Regions from separate parts of the Anas platyrhynchos genome. Here region 1 is linked to region 2. A link is a contact called in public Hi-C data. All regions are on one chromosome and are shown on one strand. The core of a region is the stretch at or near the end of the contact, and the rest is flanking DNA. Distances in the headings are between cores, read along the strand shown.

Region 1 (6,587 bases), core at 475-2,974, 130 kb before region 2:
ATTGGCACAACTACAGATTGTTACAAAAGTATGGCTTCTAAAACTAACAGAAACCATCAATCCCAAAACAGGAGAAGAAGCGCTTCCAGGAGCAATGGGTGCCTGGCACCCAAAGACCCCCAAGCTGCCTGTTTTGGGGCAGGGACCAGGCTCCTGCTGAGGACAAGGATTGCAGTGGGGGCTCCTCGACCCCCTCTGGGATCGGGGAGCAGCGAGGCCCATCCGCGTAGTGGCTGCTCTGAGGTCTTTGCCAGCGTTCGTGCCCACGGGTCATTTGACCAAACATTACACGTCGTTAATTCCAGTTCTGAAAGCTCCCAGTCAGAAAATGAGCACAGGGATGGTTTTTAAGCAAAAAGCCATAAAGAGGCCGTAAATGGCCAGGATGCAAAGCTACCAATACCTAAATCAAACACGGGGCCAAAGTTAACAGGACCATCTCCTGCACGGACTGACAAATAAAAATGAATAAACGCTTTTTAAGATGCTGCTAAACCCAAGGAGGGCGAACGAACCCTTTTGGGGTTCGACCCCAGCGGCAGCAGCCCAGCACCGCGCTGTGCCCCCAGGAGGAGCCCCCCGTCCCCAGGGGTCTGCTCCTTGCCCAGGGACTGCTGCTTCGCCTGGGGCACAGCTGGCTTTCTACGATGGGGGCTGTGATGCAAACGGGTTTATTTATTTTATTTTATTTTGTTTTGTTTTGTTTTGTTTTTAAGGGGAGGCGCTGCTCCCTATCCCAGCTCCAACTTGGATGCACAGAAGTAGCAGGGAGAGTGAAAACCCCCAGTGAAGGATTTAAGACAGCCTCCCCCAGCAGTAATGGGGCTGCAGGGCAGGGGGGAGAGAGGAGGGGGCACTGTGAGGGCCTAGGGGTGATGAAATAATCGATGTGGGAAAAATAATGGGGGAAAGAAATAAAGGGGAAAGAAATAACAGGGAAAGAAATAAAGGGGGGGGGGAGTAGGAGGGGAATAAAGAAGGGAAAATAAAGAGGGGGAATAAAGGGGGAAAAACAGGGAGAAAAATAAAGGGGGAAATAAAGGATGGGGATAAAGGGGGGGGAATAAAAGGGTGAAATATAAAGGGGAAATAAAGGGAGAAAAAGAAGGGGGAAAAAAAGGGGGAAAGTAAAGAAGGGGGAGTTAAGGGGGGAAAGTAAAGGGGGCAAAAAGGGGGAGAAAGGATAAAGGGGAAAAAGTGGAGGGGAAAAAGTTAAATGGGGAAAAACTAAAGGGGGCGAAATTAAAATAAAAATTAAAGTGGGAAACCGGGGTGTGGGGGCAGCACCCGTCAGATAGGGTCTGGGAGGAGGCCCTGGGCTCCCCCCCAGTTATCCCATATCCCATATCCCATCCCATCCCATATCCCATATCCCATCCCATATCCCATCCCATCCCATCCCATCCCCATCCCCTCCCCTCCCGCCCCCCCCTCCCCAGCGCGGGGCAGCGGCGCCCCCGCCCGGTGCTGCCGGGAAGGGCGGCGGGAAGGGGCGGGGGCGGTTCGGCCGCGCTCGGCTCCGCTCGGCTCCGTTCGGCTCCGCTCGGCTCCGCTCGGCGCTGCGCACGGCCCCGGCCGCTCTGCGCCCCCAGGCGGGCGTCGGAGATTGAGGAGGGGCGGGAGGAGGAGGAGAAGGAGGAGGAGGAGGGGGGGGGGCGGCTCCCCCCGCCTCTCCTGATTGGCTGATTGGCGGTGACGCGCGGCGCGGCGCTGCCTCTTAGGGCGGGAGGCGGAGGCAGGGCCCGGCAGAGCCGAGCGGAGCCGAAGGGAGCCGAGCGCGGCCGAGCCGCGTCCCGACAGCGCCGTGAGGGGAGCGCCCAGGGGGCAGCGACGCCCCCGCGGCTGGGGCCAGGAGGAGGAGGAGGAAACTTGGTGCGGGGCAGCCCGGAGCCAGCCCCCGGAGCCAGCCCCAGCGCCGCGGATGTGCCCCACGAGCAGCAGCCGCCGCCGGGCGGGGAAGGACGGAGCCGGGCGCTGGGGAGCCGGCGGGGGGCTGTAGCGGCTGGAGGACCCGGGGACTGAGGCTCGCCCCTCAACGCTGCGCCTGCTCTGCTGGATCTGTGGCTTTTTTGGTGGTGTGTGCTTGGGTTTTTTTCCCTATTTTTACTATTTTTTTTTATATATATTTTTTTTTATTTTTTTTTTTCCTCGGGGGAAGGAGCTGCCGGCCAGCCCCGCTCGCTGCAGTCGTGGCGGTGCCGAGGCTGGGCAGCCCCCCTTGGAGCCAAGGAGGAAAAAAAGGAAAAAAATAAAAATTAAAAAAGAGAAAGAGGCCGCCCCGCACCTAGAAGCGAACCGCGGGACCTGCGTTGGGATCTGTTAGTTCTCTTGCTCATGCCACTGCCCCATGGGTGCCTCAATGGCAGGATCATGAAGTGTTTGACTTTTTTTCTTCTGCTTCCAGAGACCTTAAAGAAGTCCAAAAAGAGCGCGAGGCCAAACGGCAAGGTGCCAGGATGCTATGAGATAGTGCCCCTGGCCCTGAAGAGGAAGATGGCTGCAGAACTTTACCCTGCCAGCGCCAACACCAACATCGCCAACAGCAACGCCGCCGCCACCGCTGCCAACAGCAAGAAGAACGCGCTGCAGCTCCAGCAGAGCGCCCAGCCGCCCCCGCCGCCACAGCTCCAGAACCTCAACAACAACAACTTGGAGAGCGCCAACTGGCAGTCCTTCCACCCCACGCTGCGCGAGAGGTAAGGGACGAGCGACAAGGGACGAGCGACCCCGCCACCGGGCTGGCTGGGGGTTTCGGGGGGGGAGATGGGGGCACTGAGCGGCCTCTCCACACCTCCCTCCCTTCCCCTCGCTTGCAGGAACGCGCTGATGTTCAATAACGAACTCATGGCTGACGTCCACTTCATCGTGGGCCCGCCAGGGGCATCCAAGAAAGTTCCTGCCCATAAGGTTTGTGCAGAGCATTATTTTTGTTTTTTCCCCCCCCCCCCTGCTTTTTGTGATAGTGCTGAGCATCCCCCCTTCTTACCCCAACTCCCAAACAACTCAATTCAATTTTTTTCTCTTAATTATCCCTCCTGCCTAATCCCAGAAGTAATTGGCATATATGGCAGTTAAAGGGAACTGTCTAAGGCGGGCGCCTGCCTCAGCTGCAGCTTTTAACTTTCCCTAAGTGTAGCTCTTATCAAGAGCCAGCACGCTCAGTCATCACAGACGCACGGTACTGAGGCTTCTCTCCCTCCCTCTCTATTTTCCAGTACGTTTTGGCAGTCGGTAGCTCTGTCTTCTACGCTATGTTTTATGGTGATCTCGCAGAGGTCAAATCTGAAATCCATATACCAGATGTGGAACCTGCAGCCTTTCTAATCCTATTAAAGTAAGTGGCCACTACAAGTTACTAATTACGTGGACAGAATCAAAGTAGCTTAAACTATACATCTACCTCCTAATTGGCATTGTGCAATATGCACATATTACTGTTTACTTCATGTGCTGACAAATACCGAGTGTCAGACTCGCTGCCAGCAAAGATGACTACAGATGAGTTTTTCTTTTTTTTCTCATGGGCTATACATACATCTATTTTTCCCTTAAGAAACTTCTTTTTTCCCCCCTCTAGATACATGTATAGTGATGAAATAGACCTGGAAGCTGACACAGTTCTGGCTACGCTGTATGCTGCCAAGAAGTACATCGTGCCAGCCCTAGCAAAGGCTTGCGTCAATTTTCTGGAGACTAGTTTAGAGGCGAAGAACGCTTGCGTTCTGCTGTCTCAGAGCAGGCTCTTTGAGGAGCCAGAGCTGACACAGCGCTGCTGGGAGGTGATTGATGCTCAAGCAGAAATGGCACTGAAGTCAGAAGGCTTCTGTGAGATAGATCAACAGACGCTAGAGATCATTGTAACCCGGGAGGCGCTCAACACCAAGGAAGTGGTAGTTTTCGAGGCCGTTCTCAACTGGGCAGAGGCTGAATGCAAAAGGCAAGGGCTGCCGGTTACGCCACGCAACAAGAGGAATGTATTAGGAAAAGCGCTGTACTTGGTGCGGATTCCCACTATGACTCTGGAAGAGTTTGCCAACGGAGCTGCCCAGTCCGACATCCTCACCCTTGAGGAAACTCACAACATATTCCTATGGTACACGGCTGCCAACAAACCCAAACTTGAGTTTCCCCTGACGAAAAGGAAAGGACTCGTACCTCAGCGATGCCATCGATTTCAGTCGTCCGCGTACCGCAGTAACCAGTGGAGGTACAGAGGGCGGTGTGACAGTATTCAGTTTGCCGTAGACAAACGGATATTTATAGCAGGACTGGGATTGTATGGGTCAAGTTGCGGCAAAGCTGAATACAGCGTCAAAATCGAACTGAAGCGCTTAGGAGTTGTCCTTGCTCAAAATCTGACAAAGTTTACCTCCGACGGGTCCAGTAATACTTTCTCTGTGTGGTTTGAACACCCTGTGCAGGTTGAGCAGGACACGTTTTACAATGTAAGTGCTATTCTCGACGGCAATGAACTCAGTTACTTCGGGCAAGAGGGAATGACTGAAGTGCAGTGTGGAAAAGTGACATTCCAGTTCCAGTGCTCCTCGGACAGTACCAATGGAACTGGAGTACAAGGAGGACAGATACCTGAGCTCATTTTCTATGCATGATGCATTTCACCTTGATTGTATTCCGATACTGCAACAATGCACATTAAGGGATTTTCCAATTTTACTACGAAACTGTACAGCAGTATGGAATGTTATGCTACTTACCTATCTGCTACATCAGCCTATACAAATAAGTGAAGGAATGCTCTCGAATTTAATCTTATTTTATTTATTCATAAGCTATTTGACTTAATTAAGACTGCAACAAGCAGAAAAATGTTAAATTTCGCACGTACTGTGCATTTATTTTGTATATAGATAACTAACTTGCAGACTGCAGCTGACTTAAACAGAATGTTCTAAACTAGAGCAGTTTATGAATCTGTGAAATATAAAACCTTTTTACTTGCCCTAACTCCTGTGTACTTGATTGTTACTGATCCTATGGCTTGTGTCTGTTAATTCAACTACAGTTGATAATGCCATTGCCCCTTACATGTGGGGGTGTATCCCTGCCCCTATGAAGGCTCCCTTGCCTGCTGAGACTATCCAGCAGGCAGCTTTTACTTGCTTTTATTTTCTTTCACAGGGAAGCTGATATAGAAGCTTAGAGGTGTTTTGTGTGTTGCCTAAGTTAACACAGACAAAACTTGAGTGTATCTAATGCCAATTAATATCACCCTGTAGTTATACTTGAAAGCTTATAGCGTCTGTTCACAACATGCTCTTGGCATCATCTGCATTAACCTCCAGCCTGCCCAGCAAACAGCAGCGCTGATGCCTGTCAAACTGCACCAGATTCAAAGAGCCAGTCAGGACATACTGATGAAGCTTAACACAGCAACAGGCTTCATCACAAGAAGTGATGAAGCCAAGAGCTATAATACTGACAGCCGCTATCTAAATACACATCACAGGAGCATACATTAGAGAAATATTTACAATATGGTCTTTAAGTTCACTCAAAGTTACTAATTGGTGGAAGCTGCCTTAAGCAAATGATGCTGCATCTTCTTTCTCCCTCTGTATTTTTGTTGAGAACTGTAAGTCCCTTCCATCCACTATTAGTAGTCATTTAATAGCTACCATCCTTCAATTGTCTCCAAGACTGACAAAAGTAGGTGTGTTCCTCAAAGTTCTGACTATGATTAGAGGTGAACCGCTTAGAAGTACTTTTCTGTATAAATCTCATAATGACCTTGGAAAGACTATTCAAACAGCAAGCTAAACCATTGTTTTTCCCCCTGTACAACAGGTACCTCTAGATTTACTTTAGAAGGGTTTTCTGTTTGTCTTTACTTAAGCTGCGTTATTTTTGCACCTTGAAACTAAGTTGCAATACAGTGCCTGTTTTTCCTCTCAAAAGGGGTACTAAGTCTTGAAAAAAAAGTAGTTTCTACCAGACATCAACCTCTTTTAACTGAGGCAGTTTGCTGCCATAATGGTCGATAGCCATGTCCTGCCATATGCTGTCTGGGTGCCATTAAAACAAAGCTCAGTACAGGAGCTGCTGGTTCTCTTGCTGCAAACTAAACGAGCAAGAACACAATTATATGACCAGCTGAGTACATCTGAAGGAGTACTGAAGGAGTATGCACGTGTTCTTGAACTCAAAGGCATCTGATTCTCACTGCAGATTAAGGAGAGTGGGAGTAGGGGTGGATTAAAATACAGGAAAAAATGGTGCACAGAGGTGGTAACAGTCACAAGACCTCTCTGTAAACTCCTCCTTTTATAGATGGAATTGGTATCAATTCCAAATTGGCTCCAAAGTTGCAACTGAGGCAAGAATATTTTTTTAACCCTTTTAACAAGGTGAAAACCCACCTCACTATCACCGTGTGCTATATAATTTCAACAATAACTTACTAATTAAAAAGTTATTAAAATACTTGGGAAAAAGTTGCCAACTTGGAAAACACTGCACCTCATTTTCCATCAAGTCACTTGTAATACAAGTGCTGAACTGCTCAGCTACAGGTGATGGACTGACAGTAAGTTTGGCAAATGTTTATGAGATGGAGCATCTTCATGGAA
Region 2 (6,570 bases), core at 3,032-5,531:
AGCCACCAGCACAGAGCAGCAGTGACCGAGGTGAGCGAAAGGACAGGTGACAAACAACCTGCTGCCTGCATTTAGCCAAATGAGCTCTGCGATACACTTAAATAGACGCTTGGGAAAAACAACAAGAAATTGTATTTAATAACCGGGGAGCGACACTGAAGAACGCACACCGAGAGCTGGAGAGCAAAGGAAACTACGTGGCGAGGACAATTACAAGTCAGCCAACAGAAAAAATAGTTAACCTTAATTTACAGCGACCATGGGTGCTACCTGACCCTTATCGGCGCCCCGTAGCAGTTAGGAAGCAGGCATCTGATGAAATATTACAGTTCACGGTAACAACTTGCTTCTTGCAGACGACCTATTGCTATTCATAAATGTATTTCTCTATTAGCTCCTGGGAAAAAATAATCAAAAAGCCACGGTGGCTTCTACATTCTCGGGGTTTTGTATTTGCTACAGTCTGGACATCCAGGGGTTGATTGCCAGGAAAATGCTGCGTACCTAAACATCAGAAACACCCCGCCTGATTACAGCCTTCCCAGATTTTGCTTAAGCAGTCAGCAGGTGCTTAAGTTGCAGTAATTGACTTTTCGAGTCCTACTGTGATTGTACTACCATTTACATATGAACCGTTCAATAAACTTTAAGTGGTTTTGAGTAATTTAAGCCAACAGCTGATCAAACAAGCTTTTTACAAGGCTGGCATTCCAGTAGCGACTGTAACCCCTCTCTGCAGCCACGCGATAGTGCGCAGCAACCAGCAGCCTGCGCTTGGCAAGCCAGCCGAGAGAAATCCACCTTGTAAACCAGCCTTTTACATCTCCACCAGTATTAAACACCACGCGAGTTTATTTTAGCCTGCCCTCTTCCAACAAAACATCCCACAGAGGTGTTTTCTCCACCACCTACAAGCTCAGGGGATTCAAGCCCGGAAAGCTGCTGGAGCTGCAGTGGGCGCAGCGCCTGCCCCGCTCACCCAAACAAGAGCGAGCCTGAGCCTGCTGATTTCCTGCAACTGCCCGCTGCCGAGCAGTTTTTTCCCTTAAAGGACAAGGCAGCCCGAAATGTGCGTGTCATCAGGCCCTTCCACTACAGCTGATTAGCTCTCGGCTCCTCTGACTCCAAACACTGCTGTTTTGCTTTCTGAAACAGAGCAAGAGCTCCAGAGGCTGTTTGGAGGAGAGCCGGGCGAGTTTAACTACTACAGGATTTGCCTATTCTATCGGCTTCGGCAGCCGGACTCATTATTCAGCATTTACCGTGCTCAGGATCCTTGGCAGCCGTACTTTCGATCAACTTAGAGGAAAAACACTTTCAGTACAAAAAAATAAAATAGAAGCTCAGCGTGCACGCAAGCAACCCAGGAATAACTCAGCAGGCTGTATAGCCAGCCATACACTGCCAAGCTCAGCTATCCCCAGAGCAGATCTGTCTAATTGTGCTCATTCCCATGCCGCTCCTTTCGGGGGCACTTGCACGATAAAGGGCCCTGTGCCCCACACCCCACAGCTGGGGGGAGTCCAGCCCAAGCCCCCCCGCCAGCCTGAAGCAAGCTCAGCTCCCCAGGGAGGGGACGAGCCCGCCCAGGAGCTCTGTGCCTGTGAGGAAAGGCACCCCCGGGGCTCCCCGTCACCACCCCAGCCCCGCTCAGGGGGTTGGGGGCACCCACCCACCCCACCGCCCCCCACCCACAAAATGAAGGAAGCTAGATTTATGCTTTAAATACATTTTATTTATTACCAAAATTTCCAGAAGTTCGGCATTTCTCATCTTCCATAAAGTTTTTTTTTTTCCCCATGCATAACTTGAAACTTGTCAACTGCAACAGTTGCGTGGTTACTTTAGAAGAGACACTTAAACAGAGACAAACATCCAGAATACAAGTAGCTGTATCTGAATTAACAAAACTTCTCTATTACTAACCTTATAAAGCAGGACGTGCCTTCCCTTTTATCAAAACCAAGCTGATAGATCTGCCTTTATACACACCCAACAGAATAAACTCTGTTATTGGCAATGACGTTTTTCTTAAACGTTAGAAAAATATAAAGCAAAGAATGGAGTGACTGTCCATAAACCAGTCTGTGCTCAGTCCTTTTAATCTACTTCTTCGATGGTCGGGCCACCGGATCCACCTGCCCCAGCTCCTCCAGCTCCCTGGTACAATTTTGTGACGATCGGGTTGCAGAGTTTCTCCAGCTCTTTCTGCTTGTGCTCGTACTCTTCTTTCTCAGCCATCTGGTTGCGATCGAGCCAAGAGATCACCTCCCGGCACTTGTCGAGCACTTTCTGCTTGTCCTGGTCACTGATCTTTCCCTTCAGTTTATCATCCTCCACCGTCTGCTTCATGTTGTAAGTGTAGGACTCGAGCGAGTTCTTGGCTCCCACCCGATCTCTGTTGGCTTCATCCTCTGCTTTGTATTTCTCTGCTTCTTGCACCATACGGTCAATGTCATCCTTGCTGAGGCGACCCTTGTCGTTGGTGATGGTTATCTTGTTCTCCTTACCCGTGCTCTTGTCTACCGCACTGACGTTCAGGATACCATTGGCATCTATGTCGAAAGTAACCTCGATCTGGGGGACCCCACGGGGCGCTGGGGGGATGCCTGTCAGATCAAACTTGCCCAGCAAGTTGTTGTCCTTGGTCATGGCCCTCTCACCCTCGTACACCTGGACCAGGACACTGCTCTGGTTGTCTGAGTAGGTGGTGAAGGTCTGCGTTTGTTTGGTGGGAATGGTGGTGTTACGCTTGATGAGGGCGGTCATCACCCCGCCGGCTGTCTCGATGCCCAGGGACAGGGGGGTGACATCCAGCAGGAGCAGATCCTGCACGTTCTCGGACTTGTCTCCCATGAGGATAGCCGCTTGCACGGCCGCACCGTAAGCAACAGCCTCATCAGGATTGATGCTCTTGTTGAGCTCTTTGCCATTGAAGAAGTCCTGTAGTAGTTTCTGGATCTTGGGGATACGGGTGGAACCTCCAACCAGCACGATCTCCTGGATCTGGCCCTTGTCTAGCTTGGCATCACGCAGGGCCTTTTCTACAGGCTCCAGGGTGCCACGGAAGAGGTCGGCATTGAGCTCCTCAAAGCGGGCACGAGTAATGGAAGTGTAGAAGTCAATGCCCTCGTACAGGGAGTCGATCTCAATGCTAGCTTGCGTGGAAGAGCTGAGAGTGCGCTTCGCCCTCTCGCAAGCCGTACGCAGTCGCCTCACCGCACGCTTATTGCCAGCAATGTCACGCTTGTGCTTACGCTTGAATTCTTCCACAAAGTGGTTCACCATGCGGTTGTCAAAGTCCTCCCCCCCCAGGTGGGTGTCCCCAGCTGTGGACTTCACCTCAAAGATGCCATCCTCAATGGTAAGGATGGAAACATCAAAAGTGCCCCCTCCCAAGTCAAAGATGAGCACGTTCTTCTCGCCAGCCTGAGTACCTTTCTTGTCCAAGCCGTAGGCTATCGCAGCTGCTGTGGGCTCGTTGATAATACGCATCACGTTCAGGCCGGTGATGGTGCCAGCATCTTTGGTGGCCTGGCGCTGGGAGTCATTGAAGTAAGCAGGCACCGTGATGACAGCGTTCTGCACCTTGCGCCCCAGATAGGCCTCAGCAATCTCCTTCATCTTGGTAAGCACCATGGAGCTGATCTCCTCGGGGAAGAAGGTCTTCATCTCGCCCTTGTACTCCACCTGCACCTTGGGCTTGCCACCCTCGTTCACCACGCGGAAGGGCCAGTGCTTCATGTCCGACTGCACGGTGGGGTCATCGTACTTGCGGCCGATGAGGCGCTTGGCATCAAAGATGGTGTTGGTGGGGTTCATCGCCACCTGGTTCTTGGCGGCGTCGCCGATGAGCCGCTCGGTATCGGTGAAGGCCACGTAGCTGGGCGTGGTGCGGTTGCCCTGGTCGTTGGCGATGATCTCCACTTTGCCATGCTGGAAGACGCCCACACACGAGTACGTGGTGCCCAGGTCGATGCCGATCGCCGGCCCTTTGCCAGACATGACGGCGGCTTTCTGCGATCAGCTGCTCGTTGGCTCCCGGTCACGTCCCCGCCACCCGCTCCCGCTGCCTGCCGCGGCGCGTTCTGCCGTTACCGCGCCGCCCGCGCCCCTTTTATAGCCCGCTCAGCCTCCTTCTGGAACCTGCCAGAACGCCGCGGACCAATCCAGAAGCCTGCCTGCCGCGACCGACCAATCACCGCCGCGTCTCCACGAGCAGCGCCCGCCCCCTGCCTCCTAGCCAATCAGCAGCGCTCCGCCCCTCCTCTAGCCACGCCCCTCGGGGCGGCCGGCGGCCTTCTTCCTGTTGTTTCTCGATCCCTCTCGCTTGGCAGCGTGCGCCACGGCCGCGGGCCAATCACAGCGCGCGCTCCCCGCTGGCCCCGCCCCCCCCCGCGCCCGAAACTCTGCTAGAAAGTTCCACTGGACGCTGGGCGCAAGGGCCGGGGGATTGACGTCAGCGCTGTCCAATGGGAAGCGGGCAGGAGGGCCGGGGGGCGGGGCGTGGTCGCTACGCAACTCGCGCCGCGCTGCCAAGGGGCTGGGCACGCGCCCCCCCCCCTCAGAGTCACCCCGAGCCCCTGAGGGGCGCCAGGGGTGGGAGGAGGAGGGGGGGGGGGCAACGGGGCAGCGGCCCCCCCACAGCGCTTATAATTCCTGAAAGTTCCGTCAAACGCCGCGTGTCACCTCCCAGCGGCCGCCTGGTGGCGAATTTACCCTTATTTGGTCGCAAGGCGGCAGTTTTGCCCCCCTCACCCCCCCGTCTCCCCTCACGCCGCCAGCCCGCCCCCGTCTCGTCAGCGAGCTGAGGCGCCCCCCCCATACACCCCCCCCCCCCCCCGCCTCTTGGCCGCTGCTGAGGTGAATTCTCCTCAGCGCTCGGCTCGTTCCCTCTATGGCAGAGCGGCCGTCCCGATTTTTAGGCGATTTTTAGCCTTATTTCGGCTGAATTTGGCGAGCTGACAGACGGCCGAGCTGCCCGCCGCCCCGAGCAGCCCTGCCCGCGGGGCGCTGCCACCTCCTCGCTGTCCCCTCTGGAAAAAAAAAAAAAAGGAGCAGCGTGGGCGGCTGGAGGGGAGCCCTGTTGCTGCCTGCTGGCCATTCTTGAAACGCCTCCAAATTTTTGTCTGTTGTGCTAATGTTAAAATGCCGTCACGCCTACATTTAGCAAAGGCTTGGGGGGGTTGGAGGGGGGGGGGCTGTTAACTCGCAGTGAGGCGAGGGCTTTGATGAGAAGGCATTAAACGTGAAAATCTGCCGTGGTGGCTCCGAGTTATTCCTCCTGAGTTTGAGACAAACACTTCAAGATATTCCAATTATAGTCAGGAGAGCAAAATGCCGCGCTGAGATCGCTCTTCCCGTGCGCGAGTTGTGGATTGCTGCTTCAAAAGAGCAGCCGAAAGTCTGCTACACGCAGAGTTTTGTGTTACGTGAAGGAAGGATTAAACACAGTGTATGTTTAAATCATCTGTCGTGAATGTTGTCCCCAGCCTTCAGCATTATGTTATAGCAGCCCTCGTAGAAAATGTTACAGCTTTTGCCAGCATGGCTTGTGCTTGTGCAGTTATTACACCCTCTCAGAAACATCCTTGGTTCAATTAGTTTGTTTTTGAAAGCATTTTTTACACGACATGAGAATTCTGCCTCTTACGTAGCAGGCATGTATGTAGTCTGGGGACAGAAGGGCTTCCCTTTCTGATGGTAAATAATGAACATGCTTAGGTAACTATTCCACACATCCCAATCCTTTTTAACACAGCGGTTCCGACCTCGGAGAAATCCAGAAGGGAATGGAAAATGGAAGGTGTCAGCCCCCGTACCTCCAGCAGGAGGTTCTCTGCCTCCCGTGTGCTGGTTTCTGTGATGGGAAGGGTGTCGGTGGCTCTTGTAGTCAGACCAGTGACTGATTCATCACTGAACTATCTCTTCCTGTACTTCCCTGCTCCTTCATGCAGTTGATGGTATCATGTGGAGCAGAGAGAAATGCTGGAGAGATACAAAGAGAGTTGGCTGACAGATTCAGCTCCAGGTGAAAAATAGAGGCCGTTTGTTATTTGTGTCCTTGTGAGGATTGTGGAACGTGCATGAGAATGCACGAGGACCCAGTTTTGGTAGATGCAATGTAAACTCAGACACTGATATTTAAGAATAAAAAGAGTATTCCTGCCTCTGTAGAAAGAGAAGGAAAGAGCAAATGGTCCAGGAAATGACGCAGAAATCTTGATTAGCACAATAAGCAGATAATAATGTCTTTATATCAAAATTAATTTGATATCTCATTCAGATGTAGGTGTAATCAAACAGGTTCTATCAGCTTCAGAAAGGAGATTTCATGAATTTGGCCCAAAGCTTTCAGCTGTGAGTTTCATCAGCCCAGGCACAGAATATGCACAGCTGCTCCAGACAAAACTTGTTTGGGGTGATGGTTGCCTTGGCCTAATAACTAATATGATGGCCCTGGTGTAGTTGTGCAGCTATCCAGATGCGCTGATAACCCGCTAAAGAGCTGTTTGCACTGATTGGGATTACTGCTTACCCTAATAGTACTCCCTCATTTATTTAAATTTT

What was found. A called contact is a pair of places that touch in the nucleus more often than the background predicts.
Region 1: a Hi-C map of subcutaneous adipose tissue shows a contact between it and region 2, with 1.6 times the contacts expected there. The contact joins the promoter of BTBD6 here to the promoter of HSPA2 in region 2. A contact is called at or near these places in 2 of 8 Hi-C or Micro-C datasets (skeletal muscle and subcutaneous adipose tissue).

What each region holds. Positions count from the first base shown.
Region 1 is chr5:8,026,729-8,033,315 of IASCAAS_PekinDuck_T2T, reverse strand. It overlaps BTBD6 (BTB domain containing 6), which reads left to right and starts at 1,724. Exons shown (of 5, transcript XM_027459578.3): 1 at 1,724-2,075; 2 at 2,405-2,696; 3 at 2,817-2,907; 4 at 3,216-3,334; 5 at 3,578-4,965. The coding sequence starts at 2,494. The coding sequence ends at 4,610. All of the region lies in intron 6 of BRF1 (BRF1 general transcription factor IIIB subunit), which reads right to left.
Region 2 is chr5:7,899,814-7,906,383 of IASCAAS_PekinDuck_T2T, reverse strand. It overlaps HSPA2 (heat shock protein family A (Hsp70) member 2), which reads right to left and starts at 4,281. Exons shown (of 1, transcript NM_001310775.1): 1 at 1,784-4,281. The coding sequence starts at 4,005. The coding sequence ends at 2,101.